3 separate regions of the Sus scrofa genome follow, and all the other regions are linked to region 1. The links are chromatin contacts, called in public HiChIP or PLAC-seq and promoter capture Hi-C maps. All regions are on one chromosome and are shown on one strand. The core of a region is the stretch at or near the end of the contact, and the rest is flanking DNA. Distances in the headings are between cores, read along the strand shown.

Region 1 (3,133 bases), core at 205-2,704:
CTAACGAAGAATTTTCGGCTAAAAATGGAGTAATTCAGAATCTGCCTAGTGAAGTGAATTAAGGTTTTGCATTAGGGATAAACACTGTAGGGGTAATTCTGATATACTGGGCTCATGGTTTTGAGCAGGATGCTTAGAATACCGCAGCTCTTACAATAATTGTATACTCTTCTGGCTTGTTTCCCAGATTTGCTTGAAAAGGGTCAGAGGACAGGATGAAATTAATGACATATGAATGCTAACACCCCAATTAGAGGTGTCTTCAAAGGAATAATTAGGCTTGACTTAATAAGAGGGGATTCTGAAAAGAAAAAGCTTTAGGCAAATTATACACTGAAGGAAAAGATGTGAAACAAGGCACCTCTAGGAGATTAGAATTGATTAATATTCAGAGAGTAATTTTTAAAATCTACTTATTTTAAAAATAATATACAGTGAGATGAATGGAGAGTGAGAGTCACTGATCTGAGACCAAGAGCAGGGGTATGAGCATTGGTACCCTTCCCAGGGCATTTACTCTGGAATTGTGACCCCCTATTCTCTTTATGAAGAATAGGACCCCTATTCTCTTTATGAAGGAGAACAGGGTTTTTGCTTCCCCAAATAACAAAAATAGCAGCCGCAGTGGCAGCAAACATTTAAACTGTGCTGACCATGTATATAGCGCTTGCCAAATTTTAAGCTCTCTGTTTCATTCGCCTCGTCTGTAAATAGGGATTCCATTATTATCAAATCCCTACAACAAACCTGGGAGTGCAATAAGTAATTTACTCAAGGTCATACAGGTAGGTACTATCAGAAGGCAGATTGAACCCAGCAGTCTGGCGCGGAAGTCTAAGCTCTCATTCCCTGCACTATATGTGTCTTATGCAAAACGCTAGCTTTCTTTGCACACTTATTTTAGTGTAAACTCTTCAGCGCCTCCCTTCCCACACCACCCTTAGCCTCTAAACTTGTCAAACACTGCGCCTTCCTTACTTTGCTCTTGCCACTCTCCTCCCCTTCTGACCAAAGGGCTCTCCAGTGGGTAGAAGATGAAAGGAAGCTTCTCCCTCGTTGGCTTACAGCCTCCAACACAGGCGTCCTGTCTTATAGCAATCGCTAATAGTCATTGTAAATCCTTTAATAGATGCGTGGGTTAAGTATTCTTTTAGCATTCACGGAGGACTCAGAGTGGAAAAACTTCTAAAGAATGCAAGTATTAGCTTACTTTCTAGGATACGGTTTTTAACCTAAATGCCAAAAAAATTCTCAGAGAATTCACTTCTGAATAGAAACCTTCACCCGCCAACTCTCTCCTGCGCTTCACTGAGCGGCACTGGCCATAAGAGGGCAGTGGCAGCCACGGAGTCTGACCTGAGGGCGGGAGCGGCGGCTCGGCCATCGCTTGCTCTTGCCTGGCACGCGGCTCTCGGTCGTGGATTAGCGCAGCTGGGGACGTGGGAGGCCGCGGGCCCCGCCCCCGACCCGCGGCTGCGGCGGCCCAGCGCGGCAGTCGGCGCTGCAAGCCGAGCGGCGCTGAGGGTGCAACTTGCGGGCGGGGGCCCAGGAGTGAGCGCTGCCTTTGGGGCTTCTCTCCGCGCGCCAGGGCGCGGGTACCACCGCGGGACCCTCCGGCGGGCGCTGGGCTTGGAGCGCCGAGAGTCGGGGGCAGCCCGCTGGGGCACCGTGACCATGGCGCTGCGTGCCCGGGCGCTGTATGACTTCAGGTCGGAAAACCCGGGGGAGATCTCGCTACGGGAGCATGAGGTGCTGAGCTTGTGCAGCGAGCAGGACATCGAAGGCTGGCTCGAGGGGGTCAACAGCCGCGGAGACCGCGGCCTTTTCCCAGCCTCGTACGTGCAGGTGATCCGCGCCCCTGAGCCCGGCCCGGCGGGTGACGGCGGCCCGGGCGTTCCTGCCCGCTACGCCAACGTACCACCCGGCGGCTTCGAGCCCTTGCCCGCCGCGCCGCCCGCCTCTTTCAAGCCGCCGCCGGACGCCTTCCAGCCACTACTGCAGCCGCAGCAGGCGCCGCCGCCAAGCACCTTCCAGCCGCCAGGCTCCGGTTTCCCTTACGGCGGGGGCGCCCTGCAGCCTTCGCCGCAGCAGCTTTACAGTGGCGGCTACCAGGCCAGCCAGGGCAGCGACGATGACTGGGACGACGAGTGGGACGACAGCTCCACGGTGGCTGACGAGCCGGGCGCGCTGGGCAGCGGCGCGTACCCGGACCTCGACGGCTCTTCTGGGGGCGTCGGCGCGGCGGGACGCTACAGCCTTTCCACGCGCTCCGATCTGTCTCTGGGCTCCCGCGGTGGCTCGGTGCCGCCGCAGCATCACCCGTCGGGGGCTAAGAGCTCTGCCACCGTGAGCCGAAACCTCAACCGTTTCTCCACCTTCGTCAAGTCCGGCGGGGAGGCCTTCGTGCTGGGCGAGGCGTCCGGCTTCGTGAAGGACGGGGACAAACTGTGCGTGGTGCTGGGGCCCTACGGCCCTGAGTGGCAAGAGAATCCCTACCCCTTCCAGTGCACCATCGACGACCCCACCAAACAGACCAAGTTCAAGGGCATGAAGAGCTACATCTCCTACAAGTTGGTGCCCACGCATACTCAGGTGCCTGTGCATCGGCGCTACAAGCACTTCGACTGGCTCTATGCGCGTCTGGCGGAGAAATTCCCCGTCATCTCGGTGCCCCATCTGCCCGAGAAGCAGGCCACTGGCCGTTTCGAAGAGGACTTCATCTCCAAACGCAGGAAGGGCCTGATCTGGTGGATGAACCACATGGCCAGTCACCCGGTGCTGGCGCAGTGCGATGTCTTCCAGCACTTCCTGACGTGTCCCAGCAGCACCGACGAGAAGGCCTGGAAACAGGGCAAGAGGAAGGCGGAGAAGGACGAGATGGTGGGCGCCAACTTCTTCCTGACCCTTAGCACACCCCCCGCCGCCGCCCTTGACCTGCAGGAGGTGGAGAGCAAGATCGATGGCTTCAAGTGCTTCACCAAGAAGATGGACGACAGCGCGCTGCAGCTCAACCACACAGCCAACGAGTTCGCGCGCAAGCAGGTGACGGGCTTCAAGAAGGAGTATCAGAAGGTGGGCCAGTCCTTCCGGGGCCTCAGCCAGGCCTTTGAGCTGGACCAGCAGGCCTTCTCCG
Region 2 (2,924 bases), core at 60-2,559, 310 kb after region 1:
ACCAAATCACTGAAATGCAATCTTAAAATATGAAAAAAAATGCTATGAAAGAAATCTTGATTTTTTTTTTTTTGCCATTTCTTGGGCTGCTCCAGCAGTATATGGACGTTCCCAGGCTAGGGGTCGAATCATCGGAGCTATAGCCACCGGCCTACACCAGAGCCACAGCAACACAGGATCCGAGCCGTGTCTGCAACCTACACCACAGCTCACGGCAGTGCCGGATCCTTAACCCACTGAGCAAGGCCAGGGATCGAACCTGCAACCTCATGGTTCCTAGTCGGATTCATTAACCACTGAGCCACGACGGGAACTCCAAAATCTTGATTTTTTAATATCACTCTAAAACACAGAAGCACGTGTTCATTTCAGGAAGTTTGATTCTGACAATCAGAGTGCAAATTATGAAGCGGTGCTGCATGCCAGAAATAAGTTTAATGAAGAACAAAGTAATGGAGCAATGTGGAGGAGTAAAGAAAATGCTGGACTGGTTACCAGAAAATTTGAATTCAAAAGGTATTTCTAACATTAAAATGTGTTAAGTGACATGCTCCACCCTTTATTCCAATGGGTTTTAACAACACCCATTAAAATTGAGACTCTACTTGTTTCTTTAGAGAGGTGAATTTTTGAGGTTGTAGATTATTTTGTTGGACAATTCAGAATGTTGGATTTAGGCTCTTAAGTTTCCATGCACTGGATGAATTTCTGCTCTTTGGAGACATATGGATCAGGGCAACTAATTAAGTTTCCTCAAACTAGTCCTTTCTGAACTAAGCTTGCATTTTTCCCTTAACTGTTCTTTGTATGCACGGTTACACTTGCCACCTCCTCTCCTGCTTCAGAATACAATCATTTTTTGGTGCATGTCTTAACAGATGTTACCCATAACTAGCTACTATATACCTCCCGAGGACAAAGTGTAATGATTGTATCCAACTTAGTCTATCAAGCAAGATTTCTCTCAATGTGATAACCACTATGCAAATGTTTATTTTTATCCCTGGTAAATTTCATCTAATTTTCATTCTAAAATGGTCATCCAATGAATCAGTTATTCCTCTTGGATTTGCAATAGCCACAGATTTGATCAGAATGCCTTCCTTGCCTTTAAGGCTCTGAGGGAAAAGTTGACGAGCTTTTCAGGATCAAAATCAGAAAGACCAGGAGAATTTTAAAGCTAGAAGGGAACTTGGCTTCAGTGAATCTGTGACCCAAAAATACAACAGCAGAGTACTTCCAAAGCCCAAGAGAAGTAGTTGAACTTCTAAAAAAGCCTCTGGGGTTGTGTTTGTTTTGATAAAATACAGCCAACATTTTTCACAGTTCAACTTTGCCCAGTCCTGTGGCGCATTTCCTTTGAGCAAAGACTTTTGATCTTTCAGAGGTGTTTCTGACAAGAGTTGAAAAGTTCATGAACAGTCTCAAGAGAAAGTTGTGGCCACTTGTACACAGGTGCATGAGAATTTCTTTGGAGTTCAATGGGAAGAGGAACTCCAGACCATCAGCCTGACCACTTGCTCCTAGAACACACTGCTTCAAGCTATTTGAAAGCAAATGTGGAAGATGGCATTTATCACAGAGCAGGAGAATTTTTAATCTAGTATGCTTTAGGAAGAGAGCATTTAAATAGAAGTCACCTTTTCAGAAGAAATACGTCCTGTCATTTCCTCAATGGAGTAGTACTCCCCCAGAGTACCATTTAAAATGTCAGCCAGTAGGTATTAGTCTAAAGGAAGCAAGAGGGTTTGGTGGGGATTTGTCCATTCCTAGTTCTAACACCAGAAAAACACCTGCTGACCTGAATCTAAAGTATATGACAAACTTGCAGAAAATCTTAAAATATTAAAGAGTGTTTGGTCCTCTCACGAACATGTGCAGGGACTGTCAGGTCCCTTCTCTGCTCGAATCCTCCCTCTCCCATTGCTTCCCATCACACTCTGGGGCAAAGGTAAAGTCAAAAGCCTTCCAAACTGGACCTCCCTAACCTCATCTACTGCCCCCACCTCCCCACCCCATATGAGCAGCTCCAGCCAGACGGAGTTTCTCCTGCTCCCCTCACAGAGCTGTTCGCTTGTTCTTCCCTTGGCCTGAATGAGCTTCCTTCTCCATATCCACTGAGCTCGCCATCCATCACCTACTCCAGGGGTCTGCTCAACACCCTCCCTCCAACCACCACACCATATTTGAAACTGAACTTCAACACACACACACACACACACACACACACACACACACACACACACACACGTCAAGTTCTCAGCACTTCCTATCTCCTTTTCCTGCTTTACTTTCTCCATACCACTAATCTTCATTCAACTACTTTATCTCTACAAATTCACTTCTTTCATTTATTCTCTCTCTCTGCCCCCATCTTTCCCCCACTAGGAAAAAAAGATCCATAAGGACAGGGATTATTGCTGGGTTAGCTCCCTGCTTTATCCCCAGTACTCAGAACTAATATACCAGACACATAATGGACACTCAAAAACTATAGCTGAATGAATGAAGGGCAAAAATGGTCAGGACTCTCCTTCTTTGAGTCACTATAGGCTATAACCACAAGTTGTGAGGTTCTTAGCGAAAATGATCATGTCTCAAAACCTAGAGACCTCGGGAGTCATAAAGCAAGATAAAACAGGAAGGGCTCACCTGAAAGAGTAGGAACACAAACTTGACCGTGAACAAGGATAACATGGGTGCTACAAGAACACACGAACTCAACACAGACTTCAACCAACCATGCTTAAAAAAACACTTCTTACAAAGCACAATCCATAATGAATTGGCCAAGGAGTTCCCGTTGCGGCTCAGCGGTTAACGAATCTGACTAGCATCCAGGAGGACGAAGATTCGGTCCCTGGCCTTGCTCAATGGGTTAAGGATCTGACGTTTCCATGAGCTGTGGTGTAGGTTGCAGATGT
Region 3 (3,008 bases), core at 508-3,007, 340 kb after region 1:
GGGGTTTGGGGGTGGTAGATGTAAACTACTAGTTTAGAATGGATAAACAAGGTTCTACTGTATACCATAGGGAACTATGTTCAATCTCCTGGGATAAACTGTGATGGAAAATAACATTAAAAAATGTATATATATGTATAAGTGTCACTTTATTGTACAGCAGAAAACGGCACAATACTATAAATCAACTCCAGTTTTTTAAAAAAAAATTCTTAAGAGTAGGCAAGGAAGGAAATGAGCACTGATTAGTTCCCAAGCTGCTAAGAGATCTTACACATGCTTTAATCAAGTCTCTCAGAAGAAGCAATTATCATCCCAGTTTTACAAATGCAACATCAAGACTGAGAGAAGTAATTTTCTTAAAGTCACTCTGAGAATATGCAGTGGCACCCAGATTAAAGACCAAGTCCACCTGTCTCCAAAGCCATGGGACTTCCATCACCACCCCTCTGACCCCCAACGCCATTCACTGCCCTCTCAGATCTCCGGGTCTACAACTAGCACCTTCTCTCAAGCCACACCAAAATCAGAGTCACAGCGGCCCCACACCTGGACCTTAGTACCCCGCCTAACCCACCCTGGACGCCAGGCAGGAAGGGGCCGCGGGAGGAAGCAGAAGAGGAATCTGGAAAGAGGGAGATGAAAACGGAGGAGCTCAAAAGAGGCCCCCAACAGCGGATAGGCGCAGAGCTGGAGGAGCTGGAACAGGCATGCGCAGAGGTGAGAGTGAGGCCCCGCTACTCTGAGGGCCTGGCAACCCCCACCCAGCCCGAACGCGACTCTGACTGAAGCTCCTAGGGAATTCAACTGAAGGGAAGTAAATAAGCGTACCACAAAGATTTACAAGGCCTTTGATTTAGAGTGTTTTCTAAACAGTCTCGAAGAAAATTTTTTGTTGAGCTGAACTGAATTTCAAAGGGCCGTGAAGAGCAGGAAGGCACAACTGTTGAGTTGCATTATGTAAAAAGTCTCCATAACTGTCTTGCGTTAGTAATCTTTGACAACTGAAAAGAGCCATGGAAATTTAAAGCACTTTCGGAGAATCGAGTCCAGAAAATGTAAGTGGACTGTGGAAGGGCTCATGGAACAGGCCAGGGACCCCCAAACCCGTGCGGGTCACGTGCTACCGAGTAAGGGGCCTGGGTACGCGGCAGGGCTGAAAAGGCTCGGAAGGGAGGACAGCCGGGAACCTTCAGCCTGGCTCGTCCGAGGGCCACCAGAAGTCTGGCTCTGAAACCCCAAATCGGCGGCGAAGGCCGCGTGTAGGTCAGCGCAGGGCCCGCCCCTCAGGCTCCGGAACTGGCGGGGATCTGAGGGGCCGGGCCGCGCGGGGCGGGGAGTTGGAAATTTTCCGCGGAGGCCGGGAGTCACCGCAGAACCAAGCGGTCTCCTCCCCCGGCTGCCCGGCTCCCAAGGCCCGGCCAGAGAGTTAAACTTGCGGTCGCTGAGGGACTTGCCGGGCCGCGGCGTCTCCCGGAGCCCCCAGAGTACAGGGGTCTCCCCGCCCCCCGTTCCGCTCGCCACCCCCCTCTCCTGGCGGGCTCCGCGCGCGCCCGGCCGAGGCTGGGACGGGGAAGGGAAGTTAGGTGCGCGTACCTCCGAGCGCCTCGCAGAGCCCCAGGCAGGCGGCGAGCAGGACGAGGCGGCGGGCTCCGAGCCGCCCCATTCTGCCTTGGCGGTCCCGCGCCCAGCGCTCGCTCCCGGGCGGCGGCCGCGGCCGCGATACCTGAGCCGACCCCTCCCCGCCAGCCGGCGGGACCCAGAGCCTGGCCAGGGGGCGCCGCCCCCAACCAGCGCGGGGGCTGGGCGGGGGCGGGGAGAGCCACTTGCAATCCGCAGCTGTTGCGTCCCCATCACGCTCCGCGTCGCTTGCCAACCGCGGCGCCTACCGGAACTTTTCCCGTGCTCCAGGGCCCAGGCAGGCTCGGTGGGAGAGATTACCTGCCCCCCCACCCCAGCCTGCCTGGCAAAGGAGTTAGGTGTGAGAGCAGGCACTGTGGAGAAATGGTGGCTGGAGGGAGAAGCATTCCTGAGGTATGACCCTACTTAAGACCTTAAGGCTTCAGAGTGAGCGCCAACTTATTGCTGTATCCCCAACACATACCTGGAGCACAGGCACCGTCAGCTGTGTTGGGTGAATGCTGAGTTAGAATGGGAGGAGAAAAGCGATGTAATCATTCCTTCCCAAATGTGAGCCTTATTTTTATTTATTTTAAAAGGACTATCCCTAAAATAATTTCACTGAGTTTTTGAAGCAATAGTCTATCAGGTGCGTGAATCAAGGCCCAAGAGTCATGTGCAGGAACACTCACCTCCTGAGAGAACGGGGCTAGAACGGGGCCTGGCAGGGTTTGACCAGCCAGAGCTGCGGGCTTCTAGGTCAGCCTCTGGGCCATGTTTCTGGGCTGTGTTCACTCCAACATTGGTGTTTGACAAAATGGTAATGCGTGTGCTAACAAGGGCAACAATGTTAGCGATATTTTATACCTAATAAAATTAAAGATGATTTTATTTCCCCTTCCTTTCCTTTTTAGTTCTGTAATAAAGTGCTTTTTTCTTACCCCTCTGTTTTCTTATTAGGGCCGCACTGGTGGCATATGGAAGTTCCCAGGCTAGGGGTCAAATGGGAGCTACCACCCTACAACCACAGCCACAGTGCTGCAGAATCCAAGCCACATCTGCAATCTACACCATGGCTTGTAGCAAAGCCAGATCCTTATTCCACTGAGTGAGGCCAGGGATCCAACCCAAATCCTCATGGATACTAGCTGGGTTCGTTTCCTCTGAGCCACAAGGGGAACTCCCAGAAGTGCTTTTAAGCATAGATGATCTGTACTTTAACTCCTGAGCAGACAGGTTTCCTCTGCCCAACAGTCCTCCATTCTCCTGGAAACCTCACCCTACTTCTCTAGGGGAACTGCTCCACACTCTCTGCCCCACCCTTGTGCAAGTGTGTTGAAAATGGGAGCCAGCACCAACTTTCATGACCTTTCCAGTGATTGGTCAGA

What was found. Promoter capture Hi-C pulls out the DNA fragments that hold promoters and counts their contacts. HiChIP or PLAC-seq counts read pairs in DNA pulled down with a chosen protein or histone mark.
Region 2: a contact with region 1 is called in a promoter capture Hi-C map of fetal liver, with 8 times the contacts expected there. The contact joins the enhancer-like site here to the promoter of SNX18 in region 1. A contact is called at or near these places in 5 of 5 promoter capture datasets (fetal liver, fetal skeletal muscle, liver and 1 more), 36 of 47 Hi-C or Micro-C datasets (adipocytes, adipose tissue, alveolar macrophages and 17 more) and 2 of 2 datasets of contacts at active chromatin or transcription factors (alveolar macrophages and skeletal muscle).
Region 3: an H3K27ac HiChIP or PLAC-seq map of skeletal muscle shows a contact between it and region 1. The contact joins the promoter of LOC100737060 here to the promoter of SNX18 in region 1. A contact is called at or near these places in 3 of 5 promoter capture datasets (fetal liver, fetal skeletal muscle and liver), 7 of 47 Hi-C or Micro-C datasets (adipocytes, blood, embryonic fibroblasts and 4 more) and 2 of 2 datasets of contacts at active chromatin or transcription factors (alveolar macrophages and skeletal muscle).

The regions. Positions count from the first base shown.
Region 1 is chr16:33,775,510-33,778,642 of Sscrofa11.1, forward strand. It overlaps SNX18 (sorting nexin-18), which reads left to right and starts at 1,455. Exons shown (of 2, transcript XM_021076956.1): 1 at 1,455-3,133. The coding sequence starts at 1,675.
Region 2 is chr16:34,090,497-34,093,420 of Sscrofa11.1, forward strand. All of the region lies in intron 4 of LOC100737060 (chondroitin sulfate proteoglycan 4-like), which reads right to left. Among named protein-coding and RNA genes, the nearest start is that of ESM1, 100 kb to the right of the region's middle. Within about 2 kb of position 1,310, at least 6 of the 83 cell types and tissues checked have an H3K27ac peak or open chromatin away from gene starts, as enhancers often do. A contact at or near this core is called in fetal liver and liver, where this site is marked.
Region 3 is chr16:34,111,922-34,114,929 of Sscrofa11.1, forward strand. It overlaps LOC100737060 (chondroitin sulfate proteoglycan 4-like), which reads right to left and starts at 1,758. Exons shown (of 13, transcript XR_002339749.1): 1 at 1,597-1,758.